Linked DNA regions of Mus musculus: region 2 is linked to region 1. Evidence: chromatin contacts called from public promoter capture Hi-C data. All regions are on one chromosome and are shown on one strand. The core of a region is the stretch at or near the end of the contact, and the rest is flanking DNA. Distances in the headings are between cores, read along the strand shown. Region 1 holds the start of Daw1 (dynein assembly factor with WDR repeat domains 1). Region 2 holds the start of Sphkap (SPHK1 interactor, AKAP domain containing).

Evidence for each region. Promoter capture Hi-C pulls out the DNA fragments that hold promoters and counts their contacts.
Region 2: a promoter capture Hi-C map of embryonic stem cells shows a contact between it and region 1, with 4 times the contacts expected there. The contact joins the promoter of Sphkap here to the promoter of Daw1 in region 1. A contact is called at or near these places in 2 of 39 promoter capture datasets (cranial neural crest and embryonic stem cells) and 1 of 484 Hi-C or Micro-C datasets (cortical neurons).

What each region holds. Positions count from the first base shown.
Region 1 is chr1:83,157,916-83,162,531 of GRCm38.p6, forward strand. It overlaps Daw1 (dynein assembly factor with WDR repeat domains 1), which reads left to right and starts at 1,840. Exons shown (of 13, transcript NM_001372244.1): 1 at 1,840-1,923. The coding sequence starts at 1,884.
Region 2 is chr1:83,405,594-83,410,209 of GRCm38.p6, forward strand. Sphkap (SPHK1 interactor, AKAP domain containing) reads right to left here and starts at 2,607. Exons shown (of 12, transcript NM_001356547.1): 1 at 2,387-2,607. The coding sequence starts at 2,414.

The sequences.
Region 1 (4,616 bases), core at 590-3,089:
GAGAATGGGGTGGGGGCAGTGCTGCCTTTTGGATTGGGTCAAATAATGCATTGTGGGCAGGACTTTCTGAATTGTATCCTCTCTTGTGGACTATGACAGCAGATACTGAAGTAACTTGCTATAGTTATGAAGGCAATGATGCTGTAAAAGAAGCCCTGAGGGCAGGTTTGAATTGTTCTACAGAAACCATGCCCATCAAGATTAATCTAATAGTTCTGCCCAGGTATGTGATGAAAAGAAGGACACTGGGGATGACATAGTCTCTCTGTCCTCAATCAGGCTATGGCAGTCATCAAAGAGAAGATTGAGGAGAAGAGGGGAGTGTTCACAAGAAACTCAAGAAGAGCGAAGACCAGAGTGTGGATACTTCATTCCTCCTTAGAATAGGGAACAAAACACCCATGGAAGGAGTTACAGTGACAAAGTTTGGAGCTAAGATGAAAGGATGGACCATCCAGAGACTACCCTACCCAGGGATCCATCCCATAATCAGCCACCAAACCCAGACACTATTGCATATGCCAGCAAGATTTTGCAGAAAGGACCCTGATATAGCTGTCTCGAGTGAGGCTATGCCAGTGCCTGGCAAATACAGAAGTGGATGCTCACAGTCATTTATAGGATAGAACACAGGGCTTCCAAAGAAGGAGCTAGAGAAAGTACCCAAGGAGATGAAGGGGTCTGCAACCCTATAGGTGGAACAACAATATGAACTAACTAGTACCCCCAGAGCTCGTGTCTCTAGCTGCATAGTAGCAGAAGTTGGCCTAGTCGGCCATCATTAAGAAGAGAGGCCCCTTGGTCTTGCAAACTTTATATGCCCCAGTACAGGGGAATGCCAGGGCCAAGAAGTGGGAGTGGGTGGGTAGGGGAACAGGGAGCGGGGAAGGTATAAGGAACTTTCAGAATAGCATTTGAAATGTAAATAAAGAAAATATCTAATTAAAAAAAGAGGGAAGTGTTCAGTGTTCAGATGGAGCCCAAAGTGGTCACAGATACAGATGAGACTGAACGTGCAAGGCAGCTGGAACGGCTTGAAAGAGAAGATGCAGAAGTGGATGGAGATGACGATGCAGAAGAAATGGAAGCCAAAGCTGAAGATGACATTTTGGAAAACAGTCCAATTTACAGAGTACGAGGCAGCCCTTCCTGGCTGCAAACCCTAGACTTGAAAGTTTTCCAGTATTGGAAACTTGAAAGCTGAATATTTTTATTTCCAAGTATTTAAGTATTCAACAAGCCAGAATCTAAATGCCCTCCTTCATGTCAGCTGTTTTCACATAGTGGCTCTAACACCTCAAGTATTTTTCTAAGGGAGTGGCTTGATTTGACCAGAGACAAATCTTCAACAGCAGTCCTAATATTGGGCTTACAGTTTCCATTGCTCATGTCTCTGGAATGGCACCCTTATGGTTCAGAGATTTACCAGAGGCTCCAAACACAAACAATCAATCACAATCTTTCTATATAAAATGTATTCAAGCGAACATCAAATAAATTTCTGGGATATTTAAAAAAATTGCATAATTGTATTTGCTCTTTATTGAAAACTGTATGAACATTTTATTTTCCACAACTACTCTTTTTATCACACTCTAAAAGAAGCTAAGATAATCAGTCGATTTGGAGAAAATTTAAACAGTTAAAGAATTAACTCTTTTCTATGTGGTGGACCAATGTCAAAACTGGGACACACTGGCTGCTCCTCAGATAGCTTGCTACAGCAAGCTATGGCTGAGCGGCAAGCTGAGTTTACCCAGCTCTGGGCTGCCGCTGGGCTCCCCTGTACCCGCCCAGAAAAACTTGCGCACGCGCCTTAGCGTCCTACTGCTGTTTGTTAGTTTCCATGGCTACGAAGCCCCTCAGGGTAGGAAAGTAGGAAAATGAAGCTTAAGAGCCTCTTGCTTCGCTATTACCCACCAGGTACGGGGTTCCCACGAGTGGGCCCTGGCTTCCCTTTCTGGGATGGTCTGGGACGAAGGAGGGGGCGGGGACTCGAGGAAGGGCTCTGAGTAGCCGGGTCTCAGTGACCAATTGGGACAGGTAGTTAGAGCTCCCCAGTCTGGGTCACCCACCTTTTCATACGCTGCCGACCACTGTTCCTTAAAGTCCTTTATGTGACTCTTTGAGAAAGTCTTTAAACTTTTAAATGCTTTCTAGTAAATTATGAGTCTGAGGAGGGAGGGGCCGAGGGGTAGTGAACAGTGACACCCTGGGACAGTGTTTTCTGGAACAACAGAGATGAATCTACTGTTATTTTAAAGTCTTAATGATCAAGTTAAAGCGAAGGACACATGAAAAGAAAAACTCATACTCCACTGAGCGCGCCACCTTTGTCACACTCTCCAGTTTGCTGCAGTAGGAAATCAGTTTATGATATGAACGTCCAAGGTAACCTGCTTTGTGCGCCTCGCCATGTGCCTTTAAAGAAGGCCAGAATCCTTGATTCCAACGTGGTGATTGTGAATAAGCCCACGAAATGCTGCTGTTTTAGAGTAGGGTATGCTTTTCTGGTGGTCATAAGTTATGTGTTGGGGAGGGGGGTGGGGTTTGCTCACCATGAGAGAATAACTGAAATACAACTTGTTGAGGACAAAATAGGAGGAGAACTCTCAGCTTCTCGAAACTCAAATTAAAAATAAAAGGGTCAGGGGTGGGGTGGGGAGGGCCGCAGTGAGGAAAGTTATTTTCTGACCTCTGCACACATGTTCTGTGGCTCTCATGTGTGCGTGTGCACATACACATAACATAAATGAATAAATGTAATTGACAACAAAGCCCTTAAAACTTGGCTCAGGGTAACGGCTGACTACAACGGCTCAATGAAACATTTGGGTAAAGAAACTGCAGAGATTTCAGAGTAGAGTAAGTGAATTCACTTTGTCCTGGTTTCAGCATGACAGTTTTAAGGGTGTGAACTTGAGGAATCTCAGGGCACGTGTCTCGTTTGCCTCAGCAAAGCAGCCAACATTTTTTAGCCAAAATGTCTAATAGTCAAGGCTGTTATTTCTTTCTTTGAGGCCATCCTGATTTTGTTCCTTTTGTGCTTTGTCCCCTGTCAGCAGGTCATAGGTTCAGCATTTTGTATTTATTTTCTTCAGAAGCTACACAGACAATCCTTTACTCGCCCTGACACCACTTACTGCTCCTCTCTGCTCAGTCTTTTCCATCTATCAATAAATTATATCAGCTCTACTTCCAAAACATTTGGTGAATCTCTCGGTTCAGCCCTCTTTCCCCTCCCAGTTCGACTCAGCATCCTTTCCGTTTGCTGACACACTCCAGCCCAGTCCGTCTCTTGTTGGGAAACTTCAGGGTCTGCTCAAGTGCTTTCTTGGCTTTGAGTCTCATCTACCGTTTGCCAGTAGAATCTGAACCCAACACCTCCAACAATCGCCTAGTATGCTCCTGTTAGGCTTAGAATAAGATCTACAGTCTGAAAGAAATGGCCCAGGCTGCTCTGTCGACTTCTAGAACTTTACTCTCTGCCATCTCTATAGTTTAGGTCTCTGACCTATTTTTCTAAAACTTACAAGAAGGCCTGTCATGCACTGTCTCCCTTCTGGACAGAGCTTCCCCTAAACCTCACAATGCCTAGCTTCTCTTTACTTTGTTTCAGCCAATGTAACTGACCCAGAGAAACCTACCTTTTCCACATCTCTTACTGACTTCCTGTATAGCATTTTTTTTTTTTTGCTTTTGTTATATTTATCATGACACTGTGATGGTTAGGTTTTTTTTTTTTTCCTCCCTTAACTGGACACAGCTAGAGTCATCTGGTAAGAGGGCATTTCAATTAATAATTGTCCCCCCACACCAGATTGGCCTATAAGCAATTCCATGGTCTTTTTCTTAATTAATGATTGATATGGGAGGACCTAGGCCATTATGGCTGGTGCTAACCCTGGGCAGTTGCTTGGACTGTATAAAAAAGCAGGCTGAGCAAGCCATGCGAAGCAAGCCGGTCAGCAGTGTTCTGCCCTGACTCCTGTCTCTGCTCCTGCTTGAGCTCCTGCCTGGACTCTCTGCACTGACAGACGGTTATAGGGGTGCATAAGCCAGAGAAATCCAACCCCCTCTCCCTCCAAAGTTGCTTCTAGTGATGGTGTTTGTCTAGGAGAGAGTCTGATAAATGATCACCTCACTTCCATCCCTCAGCTGTGGAGCTCAGGCTAGGAATGTAGTCTCTGAAGCCTGAGCAGCCAATTCCCAACACATTAGACATTTTCTTTGGGGTGAGTCGATTGGATACATCAAGTTGTCAGCCAACAGCACTTACCTCACACTTCTGCTGACCTTTCAGTTGCCACCTTTGTTGTCCCTTCCCTTCAGTGCAAGGCTGCTTTGAACTTCGCCAGGTCCTCTGACCTTCTCCTTTCTGTCTTTAGCTCCTTTCCTCTTTTCACTGTTACCGTGCTCTGGAGTCTGTACATTTTAGGATTCCCCACTGACCTCCATGTTTCTGAATCCACTCGTTATGTCTCAGGTTGGGGGACACAGAGGTCCTTGTACTCGAAGAGAAGCACCGAGAGATCCAGAAGTGTTAATCACACCGGGCTGTCTCCTCAGTGGAAGAGATAAAGTCAAATACCTGAACTCCATCCAGAAACCCGAAA
Region 2 (4,616 bases), core at 1,357-3,856, 250 kb after region 1:
GAGTGTTTCTGATCTGCACAATATATGCTTGATCTATAATGATTTGTTATTACTTGATCATTTTGCCACTTTCTCAAAAACACTTGTGTAGAATATCCAACTGCCAGTTCTTCAAAACTCAAGCTTGCCTAAATAAGTCTAGTGATTAATACAAGGCATACAGGTATCAGTTCAAATTCTAATTCTGCTTTCACATATATGTGGAAAGTTAATTCCCATGGCCTCTCATGAGATCTGATGAGAGAGAAATTGGGATTCTTACCTGCACTAAAGCAAAGAAATGAACAAAGATGCTCCAAGAGATGAGACTATTATTCTGACTTAGGGGAGAGGCGATGTTTCTTGGTAAGTAAGTGGTAATAGTCAGAAGGTTTATTTCTGGAGATATGCTATCAAGATTCAGATGTGGGCCTTCAATTAGTTTGCTTGCTCTTTATAAAGCCACCTCTGTCGCCACCCCATAAAAGATCTCAGTAAGTTATCGGAATGCTTTATTTCTAATCCTTTAGGAAATGTTCCAGGATTAGATGGAAATTGAGTCAGGATTGAGCCACACTCCTGACGATCTGAAAAGATAGCTTTAAAGTAAACAATTCGTTATGAAAAACACCTTTTAAAAAGATTTTTTTAATTTTTAATTTTTATTTTTTGGAATTGGGGGACTACTTAGTTCACCATTTCAGTTTGTAGGAATGGGGGTAGAAACTGAAGATGGGACTTAGGGCCTCATGTATGCAAGGCTGGATGGAGCTTTATAAATGAGCTGTATCCTTAGCCCTGAACACTTCAATTCAAAGAAGCATTTCTCCAGACAGTAAACAGCAAACCTCTAGCTCAACTTTTAAAACGTTGTTGAACTTTTACCTACATCGACAACAATGGTTAATTTTAAGGCTTTTAAAATCTTCCCTCCCATAGCTCTATACTTGCTTTTCCAGACATGAGGCTGAAATAGAGAGACTCAGTGTTCATCTGTTCCCATTTGAGCCAGAGAGCTAGAGCCTCACTTAGGCTCCAGGCATTGTATAGAAACCTCAAAGTCCTTTGCTAGATTTACAGAGGTGGGTGATGGATGGGACGCTGGGGAGACTAGTTCTATCACACAACACGAACACTTGCAGATATAGATGGAAGGCTCTGATCCTTTGAAAGGCAATATGTAACCTGCTGTACCCCCAGCCTTATCCCAGCTCTCCCTCTATCTTGGCTACTGTCTGTGAGCCTTAGCCTGTGAGTATTGGGTCTTCCTATGTTCCTATGCAACCCAAGAATTCTAGCTCAACTTGTTTATTTCAGTGCTTGACAGTGTCAGCTGAAAACTACCTTAGTTTTTTGGGGTTGGTTGGGGTGGGGTGAGTTGGGGTGGGGAGATAAGAAGTAAGAGCCTAAAAGATTAGCCCTGAGCCTCGGTGGAGTTGAAAGGTGGGCCTGTGGGATCTCAGCATGGCAGCCCAGGCTGCAGCATTCAACAGTACTAGGAGCTCTAGGTGTGAACTGCGAATGCTCAGTTTCCTGCTGGGCAGAGAGCACAAAGGGCTCAAAGCTACCTGCTCAGTTGGGCACCTGAGAGATAGACTCGGTTCAACCCGGATATTTTTTAGGGAGAAGAACAAAAGTCATAGAGTACTGAATTCTCCAGCTGGGTCCGGAGTAGAGCAGAACAGGAGGAAAGAGAGAGGAAACACAAGACCAAACAACAAAACATTGTAACCACGTCTTTCAGGTGGCTGGACTTACCGGTCTGGGGAAGGGACTCAGACACTAGGTGGAACTAGCGCTTCAGAGATGCTAAAGGACCAAAGAGGTCTCCTCTGCCCAGGATTACAGGTGGGCTCAGGTTAGTGCCAGTGAGAGATCTAAGAGATCTCCCCCTCCCCAAGCCTACAAGACCTTGTAGCTCACTCCAAAGCCCCAAACACTAACCCAGGTTAAGGTCAACAGAACTGGAGGTAAATCAGCTTTGGTCTTGATCCCTCAGGTCTCTGTTCTCCACCTTGGAACGCATTCCAAGTCAAGGCGCAAAACTGCTCCAGGTAATATAACACTAAAAGCCCGATTCCCCAGATACCTCGCCTGGCAGAGGAGACCTCACCACCACTACCCGCCCCCAGCCCCCCCTCCCCCAGCCTTAGAGGCAGGCACCTGGCTCCAGCACACAGGCCCCACCCAGCCGGGCGCCCAGTGGGGTAGCTAACAGAATTGAAGCCCCCACCCCTCACCCCCACCTCTCAAGGGCCGATCCCAAGGATCAGTCGTGCAGGAACTTGACTTCTCCGTGGGAATCTCTAAGGAGAGCAAAGGGTGGAAAGCAACTTTGCCTATGATCTCTAGTGCCCAGCGGAGTTTGAGAGACATCACATTAGGCATATGGAGAAGCGAGTCTTACCTTTGCACAGAAAGCCGGGAGTTGACATCCATGGTTGACCGCAGGCAGAGAAAAGCTGACAGCGCAGGCGAAGGCTAAGAAGCCTGAGCGCCCTGCGCGAGGACAGAGACGTGCAGGCTGGAGCAGCAGTGACTGAGACCCGCAGCGGAGATTGATGCTCGCTCCTCCCTGGCCACCAAGCGCTGCAGAGATGTCCTGGTGGCGCCTCCTGTGGTCTGCTCAGATCTTGAAAACTGCTGGCTGGACTTGACCCTTCAGCCTAATTCCCGCCTCCCTCCCAGGTCTCGGGGGACTGACTGCCTTCTGTGCCTTTCGCTGTTGCTCCCTGCTCACTCCCCTCCCCTTAGTCCAGTCCCGCCCCTTGCTTTCTCTGGTGAACACCAAGTCTCAGCCCTGAAGTTGTTCATCCACTTGGCTGCATTTACAGGCTCACTTCTGGCAGTTCTGGCTTCCCGCTGCCCCTACTGGTGGCACACACATCCCCTTGAAGACCCTCTATTTGTCCTCTACAACAAAACAGGAGGTGCAGGCGTGGTCACTTGTGTCAATGTATCCAGCTCCTTTGCTTTCTTCTAAGCCTCTGTCCTGTTTTAACTCTCTCCTGTCTCCATGTAACTCATTTTCCTTAAATGGGACACCATCATCTCTCACCTGTTTGACCCTATGAGGAGATAAAAGTTTCAAAAACTCGCGACAGTGGCCATCCTTCTGAGGCAGCTTTCAGAACCGAAGGCAAGATTTACTGATGCTCTATTGTCTGCTCAGCATCTCTTTGAGCAGAAACAGACTTTTTTTTTAAAGAAAGAAATCAAGACACTGATGATAGCAACTCTCTGTTAAAAAGAGGGCATGGAACCTTGTGCCCTTTCTTTTTGAATTGAAAAGCAAACTAAAAATGAATACCCTGAGACTTCCAGGAATGGGAAGATGAGATAAATAAAATTTCCCCTTTTGCTTCTTGCAAGTCTAACTAGGACTCTCCATATTATGAATTGTATATAGAAAAATTCTGGCAGAAGCAAGGAGAACAACTAGGGGCCTGACCATGCAAAGAATGTAGTGGGGGTCTCTAGCCAAATGACAGAAACAGCCTAGACAGGCAGAAAATGCACAGATACCTGCTTCATGATGGCTGAATGTTAGAGGAGAAAATCCCACTCTAAACTGTAACACCAAAGGCTATGGGGGAAGTTCATATTCCAGTGTCCTGAGCTGGAAGGATGCAAGTCACTCGTAGGGTCAATTGTGCAAGAAAGACTAAGCATGGATCAGGACTTTCATCCCTTCCAGGAAGAAGCAATTGACATCTCCACAAATTGGCACCAATAGAGGGTTCTCCTAACCAGCCACAATACCACCCAGATAGATGTTATGAGAGCAAAGAAGGTGGGGAGATTTTGAGCTCTGTATAGCCCTTAGAGAACCTTGGTGGCAATTTAGAGGAGGCCTAAAGCTCAGAAGTAATGAGGTCATGTAGCAGCCTTGGTGCACATCTTTGGAGACATAGCCACAGAGCTATCAGTTAGACCAGAAAGGAACTACCTAGCAAGGCTGAGGTGTGGACCACTATCCCTTCAGAAGTAATCTGGGAGCCTAATAAGCTAATGTACTGGCAGTAATAGAGCAGCATTGTCCTGCCTGCTTTGACCTGCAAGAAGCTAGCTAAAGCAATTAAGTAAGACTCAGGCTTCAGACATATTATCCTAAGTCATCAGGTTTGTGAGGACATTATGTATCAGGCTAATAACTAATAAAAACACACAAAGCAATTAGTAGGAACCCTGAACTGACATGACAGAGATGTTAAAACAATCCTTCACATTTTTATAAACAGGTATTATAAAAGTAGAGTTGGTCTCTTGTATCAGCAATTTCCACATCTGTGAGGACATCTAATGTTTGGTAAAATGATTTGAAAAGGCAGGTCAGGTTTGCCTGAGTATCCTCAGATTTGGAACAATATCCTGGGGCAGAAAGCCAAACTCAGTATGCAAATTTAAAATAATTGAAATCACATAATGGGGAAAAAAAAAAGAAGAAGCAAAATCAAGAACAGAAGAAACACTGGCTGGCAAGCCATCCTACAGGCTTACATTTTTAGGCTTGCTCAGGCCCCTGTATGAGTGGCAGGCCAGCATGGGCTTCATCATGAGATGCAGAACAAGATCTCATTTCAAAGCAAAACAGCAAACCAGCAAAGACCAAGCAAACTCTCCCCTATACACTTCAA